Regions from separate parts of the Anas platyrhynchos genome. Here region 2 is linked to region 1. The links are chromatin contacts, called in public Hi-C maps. All regions are on one chromosome and are shown on one strand. Each heading gives the region's core, a stretch centred on a gene start, on an enhancer-like site or on the middle of the called end of the contact. The rest is flanking DNA. Distances are from core to core; before and after follow the strand shown. Region 1 overlaps CACNA2D4 (calcium voltage-gated channel auxiliary subunit alpha2delta 4). Region 2 has its middle 16 kb from the start of CACNA2D4.

Region 1 (5,166 bases), core at 1,149-3,648:
TTTTGCTTTTCTCCATCAGGGTGTCAGGTCATGTTCTCTGCGCTGCAAGGGGAGGTCTCTTTTTGTGCCATGTAGCTCCAGTGCCCTGGGCCAGGCAGATGCTCCATATCTAAGGCATCTAGAGGGGCACATGTCTTCCTCTCCTGATTCTTGTTCCCCTTCCTCCTTAGGTGATGAGGAGCTGGTCCAGGAAGTGCTGTTTGATGCCGTGGTCACTGCACCCATGGAAGCCTACTGGACAACACTAGCCCTCAATATGTCCTTGTAAGTGTATGAGAAGCAAATATGGGTAAAACACCATTGAACCTCATTGAACCTGCATATCCAGATGCTATGGGCTTACATTATGCCTGAAAGAGTCACAGATTCTTTCAAAGTATAAAAGAAACTTTAGAAACAGCTTAAAGGGCTGTTAGAAATAGCTCAATAGCTTTACAAATAGCTCAAAAAGCATCTCTCAGGAGTGGACTCCCGCAGGTTGGGCCTTCTCACGTAAGTTTGGTGAGGGTTTTTCTTGGTAACAGAATATTAATGCCATTCATGTTTGAATTCCACTGGAGGCCAGCAGTGATTCAGTGAACAAAGATCTGCTTTCAGCAGACAACATGCAACTTACACAGATGTGTGGCTATGGGACTCTTGTCCCTGTTTCAGTTACCAGTAACCCTGCTACTGATGGAGCTTGAACCAGGAGCAATTGTGCTAGGATACCCCAATACCAGTGCACACACCCTTACACAGCCAACACCAACACACACCTCTTATTTTAAGGTTGTGCCATACCACAACACTGCAGCAGGCTCTCTACCATGTAGCTCTCCCATCTGTGCCCTTGATAATTCCAGCAAGACACATCCAAATCAATCTACAGAGCCAGTCTGTTACCCTGCCCATCCTGTGCTTGTTTAAGACAGATATTCTCTCTCTGCAGTCCTTTTTCCTCGCTTCAACCTACGTACAGGCAGCCTAGAGCAGGGCTAGCAGGAAGACAACAGCTTACATCCTCCTTTCAAAAGAATGCAATGAGAAAATTTCAAAGGTGTCAATCTAGGCACAGGTCTAAGCCTAAAGTCATCACTCAGGCAGAAAGATGGCTCTTCTGAGAACTGTTTGCTTCTGCTTGTATATTTCTTTTCCACAGGGAGACTGAGGCAGGGGTCGAGATGGCATTTCTGGGCACTCGAGCTGGACTCATGAGGAGTGCTCTGTATGTGGGCTCTGAGAAACTTTCCAACAGGTAAGTCCCTACTCTGCATTAAGGGATTTCTCTCAGCGTCTCTGAAGGGGCACCATGAAATTAACACCAGGCTTAGAAATTTATTTGGGGACGCAGAAATAGAAAGTAAAGGAGCAAGACCCTGGTGGGATGGGTGCTGATTTATGCAGGCAGGGTAAGGGCCTTTTATGTTTCTCTGGTCCTCTTGATTTTTTTCCTGAAACACTGTCCCAAAGTACGTTAATTTCACTGTAAAATGGAAAACTTTGATTATGCCCCAAATTCTGTCATCTTAGAGAGGAAATGTCCACAATTACTCTATACCCCCAGGACCATTTTGCAGTGTAAAGGCTCTGCACTCCAGCGGCCCGGTGATGTTCCAGCTTGGCTGGGTTTGATCTTTCTGTCTCAGTTCCTCTCTCCCAGTTTTATTCTGTTCTGACTCTTACACTGCTCCCATCATAGCATCCCAGTGCCTTCCAGTGATGCATTAAGTGATGTGACTGACATCTGTCATATACGATTCATTCCCTTGTCCTCTCCCTCAAGGCAAAAGTACATATTCAGAGGAGTTTTTTGATGTGGAAAGGGCACAGTTTTCATTTTAGTTGAGGTTTGAATGTGCAGGCTGGGCCACGCTTCTGTAAAAAAGGCCAGGCTGCAGAGGCACCACCAGCAGATGGAACAAAACAGGGTGGTGGTGTTCCTCAGCTTTGTGCCAGGTGTTTCGCTGTCTCCCAGTTCTCCAAATAGGAATTGGATATTCAAGGCGGGGAGCTCCGTTGTGCCTGACGTACACACCCTGACAGCCACAGTCCTCCTGTTTCTGATGATAACTCAGCATAGTCAGGATCTGGTGACGAGGAATTAAAACCCACCTGCTAAAGGAAGCTAACATGATGACTCCCTACCCCACACAGTTGTTCAGTGCTTCCCAATGCTCGCAGTCACTACATCTCAATGAGGGATCTGTCACAGGAGAGGCACTTTCGGAATCTCCTGACGGGAAGGCACTGCATAAACGAGCAATTAGCGCTCTGTCAGAAAACATACAGCAAAAGGAAGCCCGAAAACCACGGGGACGCGTCGGCCAGGCAGGCTCAGGAGCCCTTAGCGTCTCCTTCACCCCCAGCCCTGCCCCGCGCCCTCGCCGTGCGGGCGGCGGCGGAGCGGCGGCGCCGAGGGCCTCGGCCGGGCCAACAGCGGCACCTGGCGGGCGGCCGGCGGCGGAGCGGCGGCCGCGATGGCCCCGGGGGTGCCGGCAGAAAATGGCGGCTGGAGGGCCACGAATGGCCCCCAGGGAGCCTGAGGGGACACAGCGGTTCCCAGCGCGGAGCTTGGCTCCTGCCTTTGTGGGTTACATGGGGCCCGCGGGTGTCCCGCAGGTGCTGAGGGGCTCTAAGTGGCTCCAGGGGGTGGCCAGCCCCGGGGGATGCACTGTATGAAGAGCTGCTCTCTGGTTTGTGCTGGCAGGAAATTCCTGACTCGGAAGGACAAGGAGAGCATCTTCACCATGGACCACTTCCCTCTGTGGTATCGCCGGGCAGCCGAGCATCCCCCCGGCAGCTTCATCTACAGCATAGTTTCGGAAGATGATGCAGGTAACCTCAGCCTGAACACAAGAGGAGAGAAGAAGAAAGGTTTTTCACGTATAGCTTCCAACGCCACGCTTAGCCCAAACCCTTTATTGCCACTCTTGCACAGTAGGAATTACTGAGGCATTCAGCATACCCTGCGTAGAGGCATAGAGTCAGAACCATCAGAGTCACAGTTAGGACTGATGAGGAGTCAGCAGGGACTCAGGAAGAAGTGACGTTAGAGGGTGGCCTTTTTTTTTTTTCATCACCGCTTTCCATGGCAGGACAGGACAGGTTTTTTAGGGACAAGGGAGGAGTGCTTGTCCATAGTTTTCTCCTGGTGAGGGTGTCTCGTTGGTGCCCTATGTTCTTCCCATCGCGCTACGAGAATATGGCACCTCCTCCTTAGCAAAGGAGCTCAAACACAAGAGAAAAAGCAAAGATTGGCTTTACAGCATCTCTTGCTTAGGGTGTTGGTTCCTGTGAGCTTGCAGAGCCAGCCAGGACTTCCTCAAAGGCTGGAAGAGAGCAGAAGAGCCTGGAAAGGAAAAAAAAAAATCAAAACAAAATCCTGTTGTGAGACTCCTACACAAAAGGCGAAATCCCCTCTGTGCCCTCCCTGGCCCCTAGCACTCAGTCTCTGTCAGGGAGCTCAGCACTTGAGCTGTTAAAGCTTTTTGTGGCACTGTGGTGGGAGGCTGGTGGGTGGGAAAGCAAGCAGCAACGAGAAAACCAGACTGGGAGGCTGGAGATGAACCAGGATGTAAAGAGGGAGGGATGGGAAGAGAAAGGACTTGAAACCTTCCACCCAGGCCTCTCTCTCTGCACAGCACCCTTACATCTCCCTCAAATTGCAAGTGAAGAAAGAGGAGGAGGAGAAAGCATGGCAGGAGAGACCTTTTACTCCCCTGCACGCAACAGCATTTGCTCTTTGGAATACGGTGTGATTTAGAAAAACAGGCAGGAACACCCTGTGGGGCTCCCTAGGACAGCTATTATCCAGACCCTAAGTAGGCCCTACTACTGCTGGCTAAATATTGGGATTGTGGCTTTATTTGCCATCACAGGTAGTTTTGCATGGATAAAGGCAGAATAAAAGCTGCCTCTGTTTTCTGTATGACATTGCTATTGGTCAGGAACTTCAGTCAAGTCCAGGACCCCATTTGCCTGGAAACCCTACAGGCACTTTATAAGAAGTAATGCCTGCTCCTGAAGACCTTATTCTCTAAAATGTGCAGGAGATTATTAGTCTCGTTAGGCATGAGCAGCTGGGATTAGACTGATTCATGAAATCATACAAGATGGCTGTGAAGTGCCTGAAAATAATATTCAGTTCCTCTGAGCCACTGTGCTTCACTGTCAGAGCAGACTCTGAGCCTTTCATGTGACATCCTGAGAAGTAGAGGTGCCTCACCTCTACTGTTGGTCAGAACAGGCCACCAAGTTTCTTAAGAAATTCATGCTGATTAGATCCCAAAGTACCCCTTCCATGCTTTCCTCACGAGCCAGTATATGCCCATGGTGTGACAGGGGGGTCCATTGCCAATACTCTTCTTGTCACATAAGAGGGAAGAGCCCAAAGACCTCCATGCTGGTGAGGAGTGCAGCAGGGAATGGCTGCAGGTCATGAGAAAAATTTATCTAGGGTACCCCCCTCCAGTGTCCAAAAGTCCCAGATTGAAGACAATAGCAGGGAAAGCTCTGCAAGTCAAATAAAACCATTCATGCAGTCCAGATGTGTCGTGATGTTTGTTGGGTTTTGTGTGTGTGTGCTGGGTTTGTTTGTTCCTTTGTTTTTCTAAGGGACAATATGAGCATGTTGCTTATTTGTCTCATCCTCGGGGTGAGCAAGAAATTTGGGGTTCACCATAAAGGCAGGATCAGGCTCAAGGCATGTGAGCATAAGTTGGCTGGGTATTTGTTTCACGAGGGCTTTACTAGTTCTGACATCCTTGAGCAAGCTAATCTGGCTTCAGTCCAAACAAAAAAAAAAAAAAAAAAAAGAGACTCAAGGCTAAACTGCAGTAGCCACTGATTCATGCTCAGGACATGCTGGGTACCAAAAAGAGTGATGACGGCAGAAATGGAAAACAGTAACAAATGCTGTAGCTCTGGGAGAGGAAAGAACACCTGATCCATCCGGCTGAGCAAGAGTTTTCCATACAGCATGCAAGCAAGTAGTCAGTTGTAGACTAAATTGATTGTGCTGACCTTCAAACTGTCCCCTGGCAGTTTCAGAAGAGGTGCTCCAGCTGAAGCTAATCTAATCGCTTTCCATTTCTGTATTATTATTATTTAATGTAACATGGGCAATTGCAGGCTGAAACAACTGCACTAGCAAAGACAGCAAGCGGGGTTCAGTTGCTTAAATCT
Region 2 (4,735 bases), core at 641-3,140, 67 kb before region 1:
TTTTGATGCATGAATTTTAAGAACATCCTTATTTATTGCTTTTCAGAGTAAGGTGTCATTTTAAAAAACTTACAGGATTACTTTTTTTAAATACCTGTTCACTCTTGATGTGTATGACAACAGTATCGGCACCACACTGAACAAGCTGAGGCATATCTTAAAGCAGACAAGGATAAAGTTAGTTCAGGGTTTCTACTTGCTGCCCTCTCTTCTGGTTATGGCTACGCTGAATAACAACGATAGAACTGTTCTTCTCACATTCTCACTGCTCTAAGAGGTATCTGGGATTGTTCAGGTGGTGTAAACTTGCCTTTTGTGAGGTTTATGAGGGTAGTTGCTACATGAAGGAGGTGCCATTTTAGTTGACTTGCATACTTACCACGAACAACAGAGGTAAGAATGTAGAACAGGCTCATAAAGAAATATTCTCAATTCTGTGATAACAAACAAAAGAGGAAGAGTATTGAAAGAGATGAATCGAAGCCAAATTTGTTGCCTAGCTTTCTATTTCAGATAGCCAAACGTGCTTCTTCAGAGGCATTTGGGAACTGGTTTCATACCAGTGTGACCTTTATCACCTTCATGCATTAATCCCAGTCTCAGCATCAAGGTTTTCAGTGTATTTCCACTTAACTACTGCCCACTTCCTTACAGAATTCCATACCTATTGAACTAGAGAGAGAAGATGAGGAGTAGAAAGTCAATGAAATGCTGGAACATAATCTCTAACTAATTCTGTTGGTGTTTATCACGGAAATTTGTAATGTTCAGTGAAAGCATCCAAACCTTTCCTCGGGCCCTTCTCACAGAAAAATCAAATCTTTAATTTGATTTTTATTCATTAGCTCTCTATTGCTCCTCTCTCTTCTCTTCCTTGTTGTTGTTGCAAAGGGGATAATTAAAACTGCACAGCAAAATAAAAATTTTCCAGGAGCAGGATGCAGCTGAACAAGCAGGGTGCTTCGTCTCCTCTGACGGCCTATTTACGTTGTGTTGAGCTTTGAATTTCAGTCACAAGTGCAGTGGGTATTCTAGATATCTTTGTCCCTCTAGGATATTAAAACAACAGTTTAATATTTTAGCAAACTTGGAGAAACTTGCTGCAGAAAAGACAAAAGAGATATTTCAGCAAGCTTTTGAGGCTCTAATGTTGCAAATGTTATGAGAAGGCAGCAGCTTTACCCAGAGGGATTTCTGAAACCTAGAGAAAAAGCAAAATTCTAGTCATTGAAGTGAATAATGCACTAAAAAATTAATCGTCAGTCAACATACAAATAACTTCACTGCTAGTCCTGACTAAGGACTTTTAAGACACTCGTGAGTGCCAGCCTTTTCCAAACTGCTGTGGCTATCTCCAACAGGCTTGTTCTGACCTCTGGGCATGAATCTGCGTGGAGTGGAGCTGGGAGTACAGGAGGGGACTTGGCATATGCAAACAGGAGCAAAATGTGGTCCTGCAATAACCTGAAGAAACAAAGGCTGTAGTTTTATAAACACTTTAAGCTGGCTGTGGTGCTGAAGAGGCATCACATCCCAGCCACCCACTCTTGGCTGTTTACTTCTGCTCCCACACCGGTCTTTCCTTCCATCTCCCATCATTTTTCTCCTCCTTTGTTTTGATTAAGGCAGCTATGTGGTAAAATGTGTTGCAGCAGAATTGGTTGAGGTTAAGACTCCCTGCACTCAGAGGTTGGTTTAAACCTAGATGGATTTAGCGGGCAGCAGCACAGGCACCTGCACTGGTCTGAGGATGTGGGTGTGAGGCATGTGGTAAATGAGAGGGATCTGCAGAGAGGAAAGTGAGGTGGGAAGGTTGAGCTGCTCTGTTGCCTTAAACTGACTTGAATTTCTGTGAAACTGATCTGGATGCCGTTTGCCTCTTCATGTAGTACTCAGAAGATGCCACGAAGATCAAAATGTGACTTCATTGTTGTGCCCTACCTTGGCTGCTCGTGGAAGTCCATGAATGCGTTGGCAAATACCTCTGCAAAGGTCAGGTATTGTTTGTGAGCCTAAGCTCTCTAGGCTCTGTGCAGAGGCAGGGCAAGGACAGGATCCTGAGGGCAAGCCTGAGTACAAACCTAATTTAGCCAGGGAGATTAGATTGACTGGGCTAAAGTTAGCCTCTGCAAGCACCTTCCACAGCACTGCCACTGTCTTGTACTGAAACTACTGACAGCTGAGCCAGCCCCTACTTCTCCTCACAATACAGCAGCTTTTTGGGTGAATTTTCCCTTGTTATTTTTTTTTAATTCAGTGGAGACTATCATCAAACCTCAAAAGACTGCTCAGATACAAATCTTCCTGGTATGGAGGTGAATGAGAAAGGCAAGGAACAGATTGGATTTGTGTGTATGGCTGAGAAAACTACTGAAATGAACAGGAAATGAGCAGTGGTAAGATACAGGGAGGGAGGGAGAAAAAATATATATTTTAGGTCATTTTAAAGAACAGATTTTTGAGAAAAAGTGTGTCCTGTATATGATCACCTTTACATTTTAGCTCATGGAAAAAATTCTTGTTGTAAGTTGTCTACATTCATGCTGTTGAAGCTGAGTAACACCATGAAGTGGTTCCAAAGAATGAATTTAGCATTAGCATCTTGTATACACAATAGGAAGTCACTACATGTGTTTTGTGAGCAGCAACCTCAGTCACACATAATAAAAATAAATAAATGAAACTATTTGGGTTATTCATTGATTAAAATCCTTCTTATATTAGGGCACAAATTCTACAAAAATCAAAGCAAGTTCTGAGCTCATGACAATGTGTGCACTAGCAATATTTTCAATAGAGATATGAAAAAAAAACACCTCATGTTGTGTGGTAGCTAACCAAAAGTCAAGCAATTGAAACTATCGCAGCTTCCCTTACTATCAGTATGATAGCAGCCTGCTTTCAAGCCGTGGGGGAACTAGGGGAAACGATGACAACGTCCTGCAGCTGCTACCCTGTACACAGCTGGATGCTAAACCCATGGCTACGTCCTACACAATTAACTCTTTTCTTGCCTGGGTATCGCCACCCCGTGTTTTAGGCCCATCAGCTGAGTGCAGAGCTCCTGTGCTTTGGCTTGAACTCTGCTGGTGTGCACGTCTGTCACTGCAAATAGCTTTGGGTATGGCTATCAGCGCCGTATTTCTTCACCTGGTACCTGAAATCTACTTACAAAACCTACTGAAATAGAGACGGATGCTATTATTATGTCACTTCAAAACCTACCCGGTGTGTTTTTCTCCAGCACTTGCCTGTAAGCACGGCATGTAGCAGGCCGGCAGGATGGAGCGTGCAGCCTCTTGGCAGCACTCCCGGTGTAGGGCCACTCGGGCTGGGAACAAAAGCTCTGCTTTCCTTCATTTTTACTGCTGCTTAGCCGTCTGGCTCGCTGACGGTCTCCTTCTTTCCACTTAGAGCAGTAGCCCCAGACCTACCACTTAGTAAAAGTGTCTGTGGGCCTCATTCCTCTAGAATTTTTATTGTTTGTTATGCCTGAGGATCTCCCCTTGGGTTCTTACCAGGCAAATCCTGCACTCCCTGGCCTCTCCCGCTGATGCAGCCAGCTGTGGCCTGGAGTTTGAATTAGAGCATCAGTCAGGGTGTAGTATCATAGCCTAAGCCTGGGGTCCCATGCTTAGTGCTTAGTGTTTGGCAATAGAGGTAGTGATTGCCACCTCTTTTCAGAGCCGTGTTTGTATGCACAACCCATTTGTTCCCACTGTCTCATCCTCTTACCATAGCCTTTTCCCTTCCTGCTTCCACACCTGACACTAAACTAATCCCTGACTGCAGGGGGGCTGTTAAATCCAGCAATCGAAAGTTCTTCAGTGTGAAGTGCCCTGAACCAGCCAGCTGACCAGAGCTGAAGACAGTAAGCACTTATTTCTGAGCCATCAGCAGGCGGTCAAAGCAAGCAGGCTTTGCAAAGGAGGGCACTTTGCAAGTGCTGCTGTGCATACCCTGAAGAAATCAGCTACCAAATTGAGAAGATTTTGGAGAGAAAATACCAATTTAGGAAGTGATAGAAAGATAAAAGTTGGTATTTCTTCTTGTCACACCATAACCTTTTTTCTTTATGCTGGTGCTGAGGGAGCAGGTCTGTATATAGAGGTGGTGGGATGGGGAAGATTGGCAGGGTCAGGTACAGGATGGAAGGACACAGAAGTTGTGGTCAATATTCAACCCACAGTTGTCTGCTCATTTTCAGGAGGATGACAATAGCAGTGATTTTGTTATCCACTTAACCATCTTGGGATGAGAGCTCTTGGATGATTTTAAAGGATTTTTGTTTCTTCTGTATGTTTTGTTTGTCTTCAGCATTGCTCTAAGAGTACTCGTCTAAAAATAGCCAGATGACACAAAGTGCTTTTTATACAAATTATCCCTGCAAAGAAGAGAGAAAGAAGCATTACCTCCACCTAAAATTGAGGTGGTGAGTGGTTACGATGGGTTTATGGCAGTCGCAGAAGAAGTCAAGAGGCACAGCCAGCGACTCAGCCACGCACCACTGGGGGCTTGCTCCTTTCTGCATCCCATAATTGCTGTTTGTCTCGGTCCAGCCCAAACGCCTCTCTTTCCCAGCAGCAGCTCTTCAAGAGGGATCAGCAGGTTGTGTGGGCAGGGAAAACTGGAAACAGCAAGGAACAGAGAGAGGCAGCAGCACAGCGGCCAAAACTGAGCCCCAAGGCACGTGGGGGTTCTGGTGTTACGTTTTCCCCTTCCCCTTCCCTGCAGC

Evidence for each region. A called contact is a pair of places that touch in the nucleus more often than the background predicts.
Region 2: a contact with region 1 is called in a Hi-C map of skeletal muscle, with 2.2 times the contacts expected there. The contact joins two enhancer-like sites. A contact is called at or near these places in 5 of 8 Hi-C or Micro-C datasets (liver, skeletal muscle, small yellow follicle and 1 more).

Annotation. Positions count from the first base shown.
Region 1 is chr1:64,504,858-64,510,023 of IASCAAS_PekinDuck_T2T, reverse strand. CACNA2D4 (calcium voltage-gated channel auxiliary subunit alpha2delta 4) reads left to right here. Exons shown (of 39, transcript XM_072039791.1): 24 at 171-264; 25 at 1,142-1,237; 26 at 2,690-2,817. Among named protein-coding and RNA genes, the nearest start is that of LRTM2, 38 kb to the right of the region's middle. Within about 2 kb of position 2,398, at least 3 of the 8 cell types and tissues checked have an H3K27ac peak or open chromatin away from gene starts, as enhancers often do. A contact at or near this core is called in small yellow follicle, where this site is marked.
Region 2 is chr1:64,571,411-64,576,145 of IASCAAS_PekinDuck_T2T, reverse strand. No RefSeq gene overlaps it. Among named protein-coding and RNA genes, the nearest start is that of CACNA2D4, 16 kb to the right of the region's middle. Within about 2 kb of position 1,890, at least 3 of the 8 cell types and tissues checked have an H3K27ac peak or open chromatin away from gene starts, as enhancers often do. A contact at or near this core is called in small yellow follicle, where this site is marked.